3 separate regions of the Zea mays genome follow, and all the other regions are linked to region 1. Evidence: chromatin contacts called from public Hi-C data. All regions are on one chromosome and are shown on one strand. The core of a region is the stretch at or near the end of the contact, and the rest is flanking DNA. Distances in the headings are between cores, read along the strand shown. Region 1 holds the start of LOC100279491 (primary amine oxidase). Region 2 holds the start of LOC100384812 (O-fucosyltransferase 36). Region 3 holds the start of LOC100273552.

Region 1 (4,391 bases), core at 153-2,652:
TGTGCAGCCCTCGATCTACTTCAAACCTCAAACGGACAAAAGGCAAGCGGACTGTTTTAAAAGCTGTTTGTTTCATATTAAAACCAGCTGTTTAGACTAATATCATCTATAGAGACAAAACAATATAGAAGCAGTAGAAGCCGGTATAAATTAAAACCAAGTGAACATGCTGTTAGACTGCAAATAAACGGAACCCACAACGCATTTACTACACTATCAGCAGAGAGTAGAGTGCAGAGTTTGAGGGCTGTGATGTTTAAGTTGAGACTGTCAAGCAAGTGCCAAATTCTTGAGAAACGACGAAGCTGAAATAAACAAGCATCTAAACAATCGCGATCGTGGGGTGGTCATATAATGGAGACTAGATGATTTGTCAGTTTCTTAATTGTAATAATCGACTTGTATTGGCTGTACGCATTATCATGCTAAAGCCGGAACTCTTGTTTCCATTATCAAAAAAAGATGATTTGTCAGTGATCGATGACAAGAAAACAGAAATAATGAGTAACGTTGGTACTGAGTACTGACCAATGTTTTTTTTCTCTTTGAATTACCTGACGACGTGGCCGTCAATGTGGAAGCCCCTGCCCTCTGGTTGCACGGCGACGCCCGGCGCCAGCGGCGGCCCGGTCTTGCCGGCCCGGTAGTCCGTGCCCTCGGCCTTGGGCACGGGGTACGTCACCCGGTCTCTGTACCCGACGATGGCCATGGCGTCGAGGTCCACCACCATGGTGATGCCCTCGATCGGCCGCGCGTAGAAGTTGGCCGTGGGGCCGGCCACGAAGCACAGCATCTTCGCCACCCGCTTGGCCGTCGTCCCGGCGCGTCCACCGAACCAGCCGACGGGGAACACCGCGCAGAGCACGTCGTCCATGTCCACCCCGCGGCGCCGCACTGACTCGACGAACGGCGGGTACGCCTGCGGCAGCGCCACCGCCGCGAACTGCTCCTCGAGCGTGAGGACGGGGAAGCCCGCGCCGCTGTGGACGGCGTGGGAGAGGACGGCGGCGGAGGTGCCGTTGCTGGCAACGCTCACGCGGAGCTCGTGGGACTGCCCGCCCGCGCGGGCGATCACAAGTGCGCGCCGCGGCAGGAGCGGGCGGGAGGACGAGCCAGAGCCGCCGTAGGCGTAGGCGAGGACGTCGGGCTTGTCTGGCTCGTCGAGGCCGACGTAGTGGAAGGTGAGCGGGCGGGCGGGGACGCGCGGGGAGGCGAGCACCGCGGCGCGGACCGCCGTAATCTCGTCGGGGGTGAGGGGGTCGAGCGGGTGGGGGTGGGAATGGGAGGAGGCCGCCGACGCTGCGGCGGTGATGGACAGCACGGCGGCGACGAGGACAGGAAGCATGTGGTGTGACATTTGGGCCATCTGTTTGAATGGTGAGTGTTGAGAACGCACCAACATTGGAATCGCTGTACGACTATCTCGTTGCTCCCAATGCTGTACCTAGAGATGGCCAAACGGGCCGCCCGGCCCGGCTCGGGCCCGGTGAAGCCCGGCCAAAAACCGGACCGGGCCTGCTGAGCCAGCGGGCTTAATTTTCTGTCCAAACCCGGTCCGCAGCGGGCCTAAACGGGCCGAGCACGAAAAAACGGGCTAAACGGACCGGTAAGCACGTTTTAGTATAAAAAAACGGGCTTAACGGGCTTAGAGGTAAACGGGCCGTGCCGGGCTAGCCCGCCGTGCCTAGTTTTCTGTCCAAGCCCGCCCGCTTATTCTACCGTGCCGGGTTCGGACCGGGCCCAAAAAGTAGGCTTCGTGCCGGACTCACGGGCCTCATGCTTTTTGGCCATCTATAGCTATACCGGCGTACCGCGCGTTTTCCTCACTCCAGCTGCCCAGGTCGCCCCTACTTCGCTCTGGCCCTGTTTGTTTACTTACAGATTATATAATGCAGCTTATGTATTATATAAGCACCTATTAACTTGATTATATATTATTATAATTTAGATATCTAAATTATATAATCCATCTAATAATTTGTTTTTGTTTGTTTAACTCTCAACTTATTTAAGCTATATCATATAATCTAAAGGGTAAGTAAACATGGCATCTGTCAGCTGTAAAAAAAAACTAGACATGACAGAGGTAAAAACACGAAAACACTGATTGCAAAAAAAAAATCCCTTTTGTTTTACAAGTACATACGAACTATTTTATCAATTCCATTTTAATTATATTATTTTGGTTAATGTTAAAACACGAATAATTTTTTTCTTGTTTTCTTCTAGGACATTGTTGTTATGTGTTTATAAGGCATTCACAGTTTCGCACTTCATTGCCGCATAATGTTTTTGAGACATTCACGTTTCTTTACATGTGTTAACACTCAAAAATGTCCTTTTGCCTATAACTAGGTTACACTATTGGTTATAAAATAAACATAAGGAGAATATGGTGTGAAACCTAAGAAATACAGCCTGCACCGTTAGCTAAACCTAGCCAGGCCACGTACCGCAGTGACAAAACCGGCTAGTTCAACCATCATATCTGGCAAGGCCAGGCCCCAAAAGTGGGTTAGGCGTTCAGAAGCTCGCCACGACGATGATATCCTGATATCCTCTTGCTAGACCGGCTAAAGTTTCTGCCCTATGAAACTTGGCCTGGCCGAGTTGCAAAGTCGGCTATACTCACTTTTTATACACTTCAAAACGATTAGTTTTCAAATAATTTTTTAGAGTTAAAAACTTATCCAATGTATTCTGAAATTTTTATCATGGTTGAATGAGGATCTAACATCGAATCGATAAAAAATACATCTATTACCTCTTTTATTCTTTTTCCCTCCGTCATATTGTTCGTCACTTCTCTCAGCAAGATTTGACAACATTCTAGGTGACTATATCCACACGTTTCTTTTTGAGGGGTCTTTCCAAGATATGTTTGGGAGTTTACCATGAAAGATAAATGTGCTATATAGTCATTTCTACATGTTTTGGTGATCAAGTGTCCAATACACCGACATGGACTAACTAGTTCGATATGAGTATGAGTACATGTTCATTTGAAGGCAATTTGAAAGTTCTAAGTCCTAAAGAGATGAAATGGAGGGTAGATAGTGCAACTTTGGGTAAATGGGTAAACCCACAAAGTTTAAGTACTTAGATAAGCTGCATATGCCTAACACTATGTTGCTAGCATTTTTGTTTGAGTTCTAACTCTATTTTGTGTCAAAAGTGCTTTCATGACTTAGTTTGAGCAAAAAATGCAAATCGTGGTGAAACTTTAGTGACGAGATGAGTTTCCCACACCCAGTCAATTTAATTATGTGCTAACTATATTTGTCTAAGTCGTAGGACTTTTCTGCCTAGGTCTGGGACTCACAGGATCGTTCCGGTGGCGCACCGAACCGCGTCTGCAGTGAGCCCGAACTTAGGCTTTGCGCGACCTGGTGCACCGGACCTTTCCGGTGGTGCACCAACCGTTCGTACGAACTCTACAATAGGAATTATTTTTATAATTCACAAAATCATCTATAGGAACCGGTCCGGTGGTGCACCGGACCCTATCCAACAACTTTCTTCGGCGGGCGCGCGCTGGCCAACGACTAGCTGATGTGACACCCGGTCCGAATACTGTAAATATTTCTTGGTGCTTCCCACTGCAAATTTCTTGGTGCTTCACACTGACAATTGACCTAAATATTGATTATGTTTATTCCATTTACTACAAATGTCATTACAGCCTTTTCATCAAGTTTCTTGGTGCTTCGCATTGATTCTGATGTCAACTACCGTTGGATAGGTTCTTCCTGATGACATCCGTCAAGCATTGCTTGTTACCGTTGAGTGTTGCATGAAGCGCGATTATTTAGCAGCAATGGACCAGTACATCAAGCTGGCGATCGGGAATGCACCATGGCCCATTGGAGTCACTATGGTTGGTATCTACGGGCGTTCTGCCCGAGAGAAGATCTACACGAACAGTGTTGCCCACATCATGAATGATGAGACCGCTAGCAAGTACCTTCAGTCGATCAAGTGGCTCATGACACTTTGCCAGCGGCGTTACCCTGCACTGTCATCAAAATCAATGGAGTTCAACAGCTTGGCAAACGGGTAAAGGATAGGCTCCGGTTGATGGCATCATGGCAGCATCGAAAGAGTGATGCCTTCATAGACTTGAGATGGTGTAATATCAACAGTCCGCCCCTGCCTGTTTCTTTTCCTTTTTTTCTGTTTGTGCTGAATAGAAAAGCAACGGAATTATGCATGCTAATCAAATCGCATTACTGCTAGATCTGGTTGGGCACAGTTTTATTAGTATACCAGCCAAGTCCAGAGAACCATTTATTGACTATTTATTATCAAGCAGCAGTGATGTTTACTGTATTGATCAGCCCCAATGGAATCGTTCTGGCAGTACTGCAACTGATAAGATCTGGAAACCATGC
Region 2 (4,496 bases), core at 948-3,447, 150 kb before region 1:
AAATGTTCAACCACAGTATGAGCATTAAAGGACCCCCATCAAAGCAAAAGAAGGACAAAAACATTGAGACTAGTTCAGGCATCATGATAGCACACAACTACGCATAGTTCCAACGGTCAAACTAGTACAATGAATGCATATTAATATAACAACAAATGGCTTAACACTTCTCAGAAACTGCGCATTATGTAGAATTATCCAAGAAAACAAGGTCAACTTACAGATCCAACAAAACAAAGTCAACTTACAAGACTAACAAGGATAGTTCTTCGATGCAATAGTCAACGCTAGAGCAGACAAAATCACTCAACATCACCGAGAATAATTAATGGAAGTAAGCTATGGAACATACTACTCTATCATATCTACCGTACATTGGTATTGTAAATTCATTATTAAGCAGGCACTCGATTGAATAACTTTATTAACCAAGCACAAAGTAGTTTGATCAACTGTGCAGATGTCAGATGCTGATTTGCGGTATAAAATTTTCCATAAATCTGAGAGAAGCATCTAGAATCGAGTCCAAATATTCTTTGTCAGAACAAGTGCCTGGTTTTGTATGTGCATCACAGAAGGGGACTCCAATTGCACTGTCCAAAGGAACAGCAATCATGGAATAACTAAAAGAGGATACGATTGTGACTAGCCTAGAATTCCCAAGATGTGTAACAAAAGAGGAAGCCATCTACTGCAATAGCCTATCGGGCATAAACTTATAAAAGTAAATACGACCACTATAATATGTTTGTCTCACAAAATCCACAGATAGATAATGTTCAGCAGGTTAAAAGATCTTGTGTATCTCACCAGAATTTCAGGAATCCATGCCGTCGAAAATGCAAGGCAATATAGTTTCCTCCCAAGAAAGTCTGGACGAAACGTTGAGCAGTGAGCACTATGAGCCTACTTGGTTGAATCAATGCCTTGCACTTGTGAGCCAATGGACCACCAGGTTGATTCAGCCACTCATCCTCCATGTCAGCATAAAACATGTCGCCAATGGCAAGGACCTCAGCCTCTGTCGAAAACTTTGGTGCAATATCCCCAACAGATCTCTTCTTTGGCTCCTTCAGCTTTGCATCCTCTGGCCAAGCTGCCTCAATCTTGCTCAGAGAAATCCCAAGTCCTTTCAGCTTCTTAATATGTTCCTCATCAAGGAAACATGGAGGCGAGGCTGCATAGCATATGAACTGATCGATGGCCACTTTCTTCCTCTTCTCCACAAACTCCTCATAGGTGATCACAACCTTCCTCCCAATGCAGTCATTAATGTGGTTGATATCAAGCACCCGATCATACTGGTAATCTGCCTTCTGGCTGGGCACCACCAGGGTACGTCCAAGAAGCGCTGCCATGAACATGTGCTTCTCCAAGCAAATCAAGTGGTTGGACATTTGCCCGGAGATGCAGATGACTAGGAGGAACCGGTCTTTCTTGGGGTTCCACTCAATGGTCCGCCGGCTGGCCGGCAATTCCCTCTTCCTGCAGCCGGAGAAAGGGAGATCGAGATCCAGGCCGTCCTCGGTCGCATTGCCGGACCCTGAGCGGTGCGAGGAGAGGAGCGCCGCTTGAATCTCGCGGTTGATCTTGATCTGGCTCTCGAGCGCGGACTGGAGATCGGAGAGCGAGATGGGGGCGGGGGCGGAGCCGTTGGTGGGGGCTGCGGTGCGGTTGAAGAGGCTGAGGAGACCGGAGCGCTGGGAGCGGAGGAGGTAGAGCGCGTGCAGCTCGGCCTCGCGCATGCGGGAGGCCGCGGGGTCGGCGGCGGGTGCGGCGGAGGGGAGGCGGATGGAGGCGGGCAGGCGGAGGGAGGACGCACCCCCGTAGGAGAAGAAGAGGATTAGGAAGAGAAGCGGGAGGGAAACGAAGAGCACGAGGTAGCGGCGGGACCAGAGGACGCGCCGGAGGGAGGCGGCGGAGGACGGAAGCGTCGGACGGAGCGCGGCGACGCTGAAGGAGGAGGGCGGCGAGCGGGAGCGGGCGGAGGGGGACGGGGGCTTGGCGTGGTTCTGTGGTACGAGGGTCTCGAGGTCGTCGTCCTCGTCGGAGACGGAAGGGTCGCGGTCCATGGCGGCGCAGCGCAGGAGAGTGTCGGTGGGCAGTGAGCAGCGCGGGAGGGACCGAGGAGACGTGGAGTGAGGTGGTGACTGGTGACGGACGGGTGGGGGGAAGACGGAGGGTGGATGACGGTGACTGTTGAACCAAACGGTGGTTCTAGACTTCTAGTTTTTTGCTAGCCTACTGCCGAGAAATACCGTACATTGCCAATGTGGCAATGTAGCATACCAATACCATCCTGTTGTCTCTAACCACTGAAATTTCAGTTGACTCGAAACCTCGATTCCATTTGATATTGAATTAGACTGACGCTGACGAGGTTATTGTCCTAAATACTGAGAATCGAAGTTTTATTTTTTATGGTTCAAATACGAAGATCAAACAGTAGGAACTCATTCCACGAGGATATGGTCAGTTCGAATTTATGGGCTAGGCCCATTGTGAAATTCAATTAAATCTTAGGAAAATCTCAAAAGCTCATGTATGTGTGGCTAGAGAATACTGGACTAATAGTACCATATTGCTAGTCCAAGTGAAGTGGAACTAGTTTAAATATGGAGGTCACACTCACTCACCAAGTCATCGATGAGATGAGAGAGTGTGGAGAGCCACACGCGCGCGCTCGCTCGCCTCGCCTGGGCGCGGGCGCACGACATGTGCGTGAATGGTCCGCCGAAATCCAGCCCCTAGCCTTGCGGGGGCACGGCTTCCTTTTGTCGTTTTAATTTTTTGGTTTCTTGGCTGTTAAGTTCAGAATCCTAACCGATCGCTATAAAATCTAAAATGAACGCGAGTGTCGGGTACTGTAATTAGGGGTACCCCAGCACTCCTAAACACGACTGGTAACCACCATCAGCACAAGCTGCAGAGACTGATGGGCACGATTCAGGTCAAAGCTTCGTCTACTCAAGGGACGCGATCTCGCCTCGCCCGAGCCCAGCCTCGGGCGGGAACAGTAGTCCCAGACGAATTCACGCCTCGCTCGAGGACCTCCTCAAGCAACGGGCGCACCCTCGACTCGCCCGAAGCCCAGCTCGGGCAGGCTTCGTAGTGAAGCAACCTTGGCCAAATCGCCTCACCAACCGACCGTATCGCAGGCGCATTTAATGCGAGGATCGCCTGACACCTTATCCTGACACATGTGCCTCAGTCGGCAAGGTCGAAGTGACCGCAGTCACTTCACCCTTCCAATGACCGACCTGACAGGAAAACAGCGCCGCTCGCCCCTCTCCGACTGCTGTGCCACCTGCCAGGGTGAGGCTGACAACAGCTAAGTTCAGCCTCAGGCGCAACAGGAAGCTCCGCCTCGCCCGACCTTGGGCCTCGGCCTTAGGAGGAGGTCTCCGCCTCGCCCGACCCTAGGGCTCGGCCCCCGCCTCGGCCTCGGAAGGTGGTCTCCGCCTCGCCCGACCCCAGGGCACGGCCTCAACCTCGGCCTCGAAAGGTGGTCTCCGCCTCGCCCGACCCCAGGGCTCGGCCTCAACCTCGACCTCAGGAGGAATCGCGTCCTCGCTCGACCCTGGCCTCGGCCTCAGGATGAGTCTCCGCCTCGCCCGACCTTGGACTCAGACCGACCGCGCCACAAGGGATGCATCATTACCCTACCCCTAGCTAGCTCAGGCTACGGGGGAACAAGACCGGCGTCCCATCCAGGCTCGCCCCGGTAACAAGTAATGATGGCTCCCCGCGTGCGTCCATGACGACGGTGGTTCTCAGCCCCCTACGGAAGCAAGGAGATGTCAGCAAGGTCCCAGCAGCCCCGACAGCTGTGCTTCTATAGGGCTCAAGCGCTCCTCCGACGACCACGATACCGCGTACGCAAGGCTCTAGCACCTCTCCGACAACCACATTGGCATGTACACAGTGCTCAGGCACCTCTCTGCCGGACACGTTAGCGCATAGCTACACCCCCATTGTACATTTGGACCCTCTCCTTGCATCTATAAAAGGAAGGTCCAGGGCCTTCACGCGAGAGGGTCGCGCGGGAGAATGGACTGACGAACAGGCTCACCCTCTCTCTCGCGCGAACGCTTGTAACCCCTACTACGAGCGCATCCCCTGGCGCAGGATAACACGAGCCGCGTTTTCCCCCTTGTGTTCCATCTCGCGCCAACCCATCTAGGCTGGGACACGCAGCGACAATTTTACTCGTCGGTCCAGGGACCCCCCGGGGTCGAAACGCCGACAGTTGGCGCGCCAGGTAGGGGCCTGCTGCGTGTTGACGAACAACTTCCCGTTGAGTTCCAGATGGGTAGTCTCCAGCAACCTCTTTAGCCCGGGACGCTGCTCCGTTTCGGGAGTCTTGAGTTCATGTCCCTCGACGGCAGCTACGACATGATACTCCTTCCCCCGCAGCGCGGCGGCGACAACAACGGTCGTCAGCTCGCCCGGCGGCGGCGGACTCGACGACGTCTTCCCCCCGTGGCGGAAGAGCA
Region 3 (4,470 bases), core at 553-3,052, 200 kb before region 1:
CCATCCTCACTCTTTCTCCCTTTGATTGTTATATCCACATTGCCAAGAAGCTCACCTTCATTCTCGTTGAACAGGTCAATGCCATCTTGGCCTTTCATGTCATCATCCTCGCAGTCTTCACTGAGAGCATCTTCATCAATGCTTTCTGAGAATCCATTACTCATCATGGAGCCATTGCTGTAGGTATGCCCTAAATATGAAGGCTGAGGTATATAATTGGCCGGCACATGGTAATTTCCACCATCCAAAGAAGCAACCACGTCATCACTTTGTAGGAAGGGATCCTCAAGCAGTTCTCTTGCTGACAGTCTTTGAGATGCCGTTGCTAGGCACTTCTCGACGAAGTGCCTCACCATTGGATCTTTCACCTTGTACAGAGATTCTGGCTTAGTACCCTACCAAATCAAACAACTAGCTGAAGTCAGGAAGATCATTTCAAACTGCACACCAGAATCACAATTGCTCATAGGGTCCAGGGGGCCTTCTTACAGAGATCACTTTCTTGTAGATCTGCACAGGGTGTGTACACTCGCTGTACGGGTACTCAAACGTTACCATCTCGAGCACGCACATTCCAAACGAGTAGATGTCCACCAGCTCGTTGTACTCCTCCTCGTACACCTCCGGCGCCATGAACTCCGGTGTACCTGTCCAACCGATCCGACACATCTAGCGCCATCAAATCACCGCGCAGCTATTGCCAGTAGTGATCGGGCAACATAATTTCTCGCTAGTGTGCGAATCAGATGGATTACCTACGCAGTGGACGGCGTGGGACTTGCGGAGGATGGCGGCGAGACCGAGGTCGCCAATCTTGACCTCTCCCTGGTTGCCGTTCACGAAGATGTTGTCACACTTGAGGTCCCGGTGGATGATGGGCGGATTGTGGCTATGCAGGTACAGCAGGCCGCTGAGGATTTGCCTGCACCAGTGCTTCACCGCCCATATGTTCACCCTCCGGTGCCTCTGCCGGTACCTAAATCATCAATAGACGCGTAACTACGACCAATCAGTCCAAGAAGCAATCAAGCAGAGAGAGAGAGAGAGAGAGAGAGAGAGAGAGAGAGAGAGAGAGAGAGAGAGAGAGAGAGAGAGAGAGAGAGAGAGAGAGAGAGAAAATAATCTGAAAAGGCCGCAACAACTTTTAGGCGATACAGGTGCGGAGGAGGTTGGTCGCTTACTGGCGGAGGGTGCCGGAGGTGAACATCTCGGTGATGAAGTTGATGTTGCGGCGGGAGACGTCGACCCAGGAGGTGTAGAACTTCATGATGTTGCGGTGCTTGAGCGTCTTGAGAAGGTGGATCTCGCAGTAGAGCCGCTCCAGGTCCTCGGGGCTCTGCAGGAAGTCGTGCAGCTTCACCTGGTTCCACGCCACCTCCATCCCCTGGTACTCGTCGAACGCCCGGTACCTGCAGTCCCCGCACACGCACCTCGGATCAGGGACTCAGTGGGCAAGCAAGATTGAAAGCACGCAGCTTTGGCGAGAACAGCGCCGGATCTTACACAATCTTGGACGCGCCCTTGCCAAGAACGTCGCTGAACTGCGTTAAACAAGGAGGAAAGATGCAGGGAAACGGATCAGCGGATTGGTGAGCAGACGGGTCAAACAACGGTGGTAGGAGTAGCTACAGTGGTAGCGGCGATTCCATACCCGTCCGTACCGGCCGGTGGGGTCGACCTCCGCATACTCCGGGCACGGGCCGGCGGCGTTGGCCTTGGCGCCTATCATTCTTGCGGCTCTAGCTCGCTTCTTCGGTTCTTCCCCTGCACTGCAGCTCCAACTCCACCGCCGAGGAGAGCGCACCGGACCGCAGTTTGTGCTGTCTAGCAGCAGCAGACAGGGACTGAGGAGAGGGAAAAGGAAGAGGGACTGATCCAGTACTAGAGAGACACCTTTTTAGACTGTCCGCAACCGTTCCCCCTAAATTTTTCCCCCTAAATGTTACTATGCAGTCACGTCAGCAAGATTCTCTCCCCTATATTTACCCGTCCTGCAACCGTCCCCCCTATAAATTCCTCTATATATCCCTCTACACATTAAATATACATTTCCACATAACTAACATAACTAACTTTATTTTCTATTTTCTTTCCTCTTCTTTCAAACGCTTGGCCGGCTACGCATTAAGTTTAGAAATTTTTTTTCAAGTTGATCTCCACTGTTTCGTTATAAAAAATTATTAAAAATCATTTTACTTTGTTTTGAACTATGCACGCTGGGAACATTGACTATGTCCACTCATCCAAACATTTGAACAAAATACATACATCGAAGTGACAAATTCGTGTATACATTTGTATGGACAAAAATGGAAGTGCTTGATATTTTAAGTGTGTTCTCCTCCTGGACCAGGGCTCCTCTTACCGTGATCGTTGAATGATAGAATTCTATCCGAGAAAGAAACCTCCGGGCGTGTGAGTAGGGAAAGCTACATATTAATTACCACTTCTAAGCGGGCAACACACTTACCAGCAGCTGATAGATGTAAGAACAAAACTCTCATGGTATAAACCTTGAAATGGAATCAAGCAGAATTTTACTCTCAGCCAAAGGATCCACCCTCTCCACCTTGGCCACAGTGTTTTTCACTTGTCGTACATCGCCGTATTGTTCTTCTTTCACTTTTAGCCTGAACAAATAGTTCTGATACAAGCAATTGCTCAAGACATCTGTGTAGCGAGGATCTTTGTTCTCTTTAAAAATGTTGAGCTCTCGAGCTGAGCAACCAAGTATCTCCTGTCCACGATCTTGAAATGCTGTCACAGAAGATTTTTAGTGGACACCGACCATTAGTCGCAAGGTCATATACCAAAGCATAGACAAACCAGCTTTTTATTGTGAAGAAGGAATTTCTAATCGATTCCTGGCTAGTGAGCACTATTTTATCATGAAGAGGAAATTTCTAACAGATTCATGGCTAGTGAACACCAATTTACTTAGGAACATATCCATTATCCCAAATTATCATATTCTGTAAAACTATATTACTAAGAGGCAAGTATAAACTGATCGGCTGCACAGCTAGATACCAAACCACAGACATGCTATGTTTTCACCACGAAGATGAAAATTCTGATCCGTTCATGGCTGGCGAGTTTCAATTTGGTTATGAACATAACTTTTATTATGGTTTAGTATATTTCTGACAAAAAAATTAAGAGGCAAGTACACACTCAATTCAATCAGCAACACCGTTCACGGGGACGGATTGAAATGATGGCGCGAACAGATCCACTGAACCAAACATTAACGGAATGCATGAATACATACGCTGGTAAATCCGAAGCCAACGGCCAATTGAACGGAATGCAACTCTCACGCAACTACTAGATCGAACAAACAAGCACATAATCAAACAGATTAGACCCAATTTCGTATGCCTGGTAGCCTGGTAGGCCTGAACCATAAACCAAACCCACAAGAGCGCAACCAAATGGAACACAGATCGATCCAGTCGGGTGGGAGGGGCAGAAGAGGAGAGAAGAGGGGAGAGAGAGATACTTTCTGTTCCGGGTCGGACCGACGTTGTTGACGATGTAGTCGAGGAGCTGCACGACCGAGCCGCGGCGGACGACGCCGGAGCGCGCGAGGTCGCAGAGCTGCGAGGCGAAGAGCGTGTGCCCCGTGGCGACGCCATCGGAGATGATGGCGCGGAACCTGGGCCCGGAGCCCGGGGCCCCGGTGACCGCGATGCTCCGGAGGTCGACGACCTGCACCACCGGCTTGAGGTTGGTGTCCTCCGCCATCGCCGCCGCCATCGCAGACTCGAATCGACGACGAATCCACACCCACCAGCAACTGCCGCGAAGCGGAGCCGGTGATTTCTTCTGGCGCGCGCGACCGGAGGTGTCGCCGCGAAGCAGCGTGGGGGGAGAACAGTGCTCCTCCAGATCTGGCGTGAGAGAGAAGACGAGCGCCACCTAGGGGCGCCGTAGAGGACGTCGTTGCGGGTTGAAGAGTTGTTCTGTAGCCTCTACGCGAGCTACAGGATTAGGGGAGGGGAGTCCAAGAGTGAACCGTTGCAACCAGTCTTAGACTATCCGCAACCGTTACCCCTAAATTTTTCCCCCTATATCACTTTTCCCCCCTATTTTCCCCCTATTTTTTCATCTCCCGCAGCGGTTCCCCCTAAATACTCCCCCTATACCCCACTACCACTATAAAATATCATTTTCTATACCAACTATCAATTTTTTATCTACTAACAATTACTCGTGGACCCACAGCACAGTGTTTAGGGTGATGAACAGTGACACGCCAGATTGAGGGGGAGAGAGAGGAGGACGGCGGGCTAGGGGGCGGTGCAGGGGGCACCGCTGCGCGCGTGGAGCGCCCCCTGCACGCGCCATGCAAGGGGAGGGGGCAGCGTAGAGGCTGCCGTTGCGCACAGCCTTAGAGGCTAGAAGGCTATGGCTATCCACGAAACTCTAAATTTTCACTTAAAAAATATTCTATCCTACTTAGCGAGA

Evidence for each region. A called contact is a pair of places that touch in the nucleus more often than the background predicts.
Region 2: a contact with region 1 is called in a Hi-C map of leaf, with 10 times the contacts expected there. The contact joins the promoter of LOC100384812 here to the promoter of LOC100279491 in region 1. A contact is called at or near these places in 9 of 25 Hi-C or Micro-C datasets (bundle sheath, ear, endosperm and 2 more) and 1 of 3 datasets of contacts at active chromatin or transcription factors (leaf).
Region 3: a contact with region 1 is called in a Hi-C map of leaf mesophyll, with 1.7 times the contacts expected there. The contact joins the promoter of LOC100273552 here to the promoter of LOC100279491 in region 1. A contact is called at or near these places in 5 of 25 Hi-C or Micro-C datasets (ear, leaf, leaf mesophyll and 1 more).

What each region holds. Positions count from the first base shown.
Region 1 is chr2:213,096,263-213,100,653 of Zm-B73-REFERENCE-NAM-5.0, reverse strand. LOC100279491 (primary amine oxidase) reads right to left here and starts at 1,402. Exons shown (of 4, transcript NM_001152492.1): 1 at 555-1,402. The coding sequence starts at 1,402.
Region 2 is chr2:213,249,750-213,254,245 of Zm-B73-REFERENCE-NAM-5.0, reverse strand. It overlaps LOC100384812 (O-fucosyltransferase 36), which reads right to left and starts at 2,197. Exons shown (of 4, transcript XR_002267351.3): 1 at 811-2,197.
Region 3 is chr2:213,300,512-213,304,981 of Zm-B73-REFERENCE-NAM-5.0, reverse strand. It overlaps LOC100273552, which reads right to left and starts at 1,802. Exons shown (of 7, transcript NM_001147970.1): 1 at 1,652-1,802; 2 at 1,504-1,541; 3 at 1,182-1,409; 4 at 760-976; 5 at 490-647; 6 at 1-395. The coding sequence starts at 633.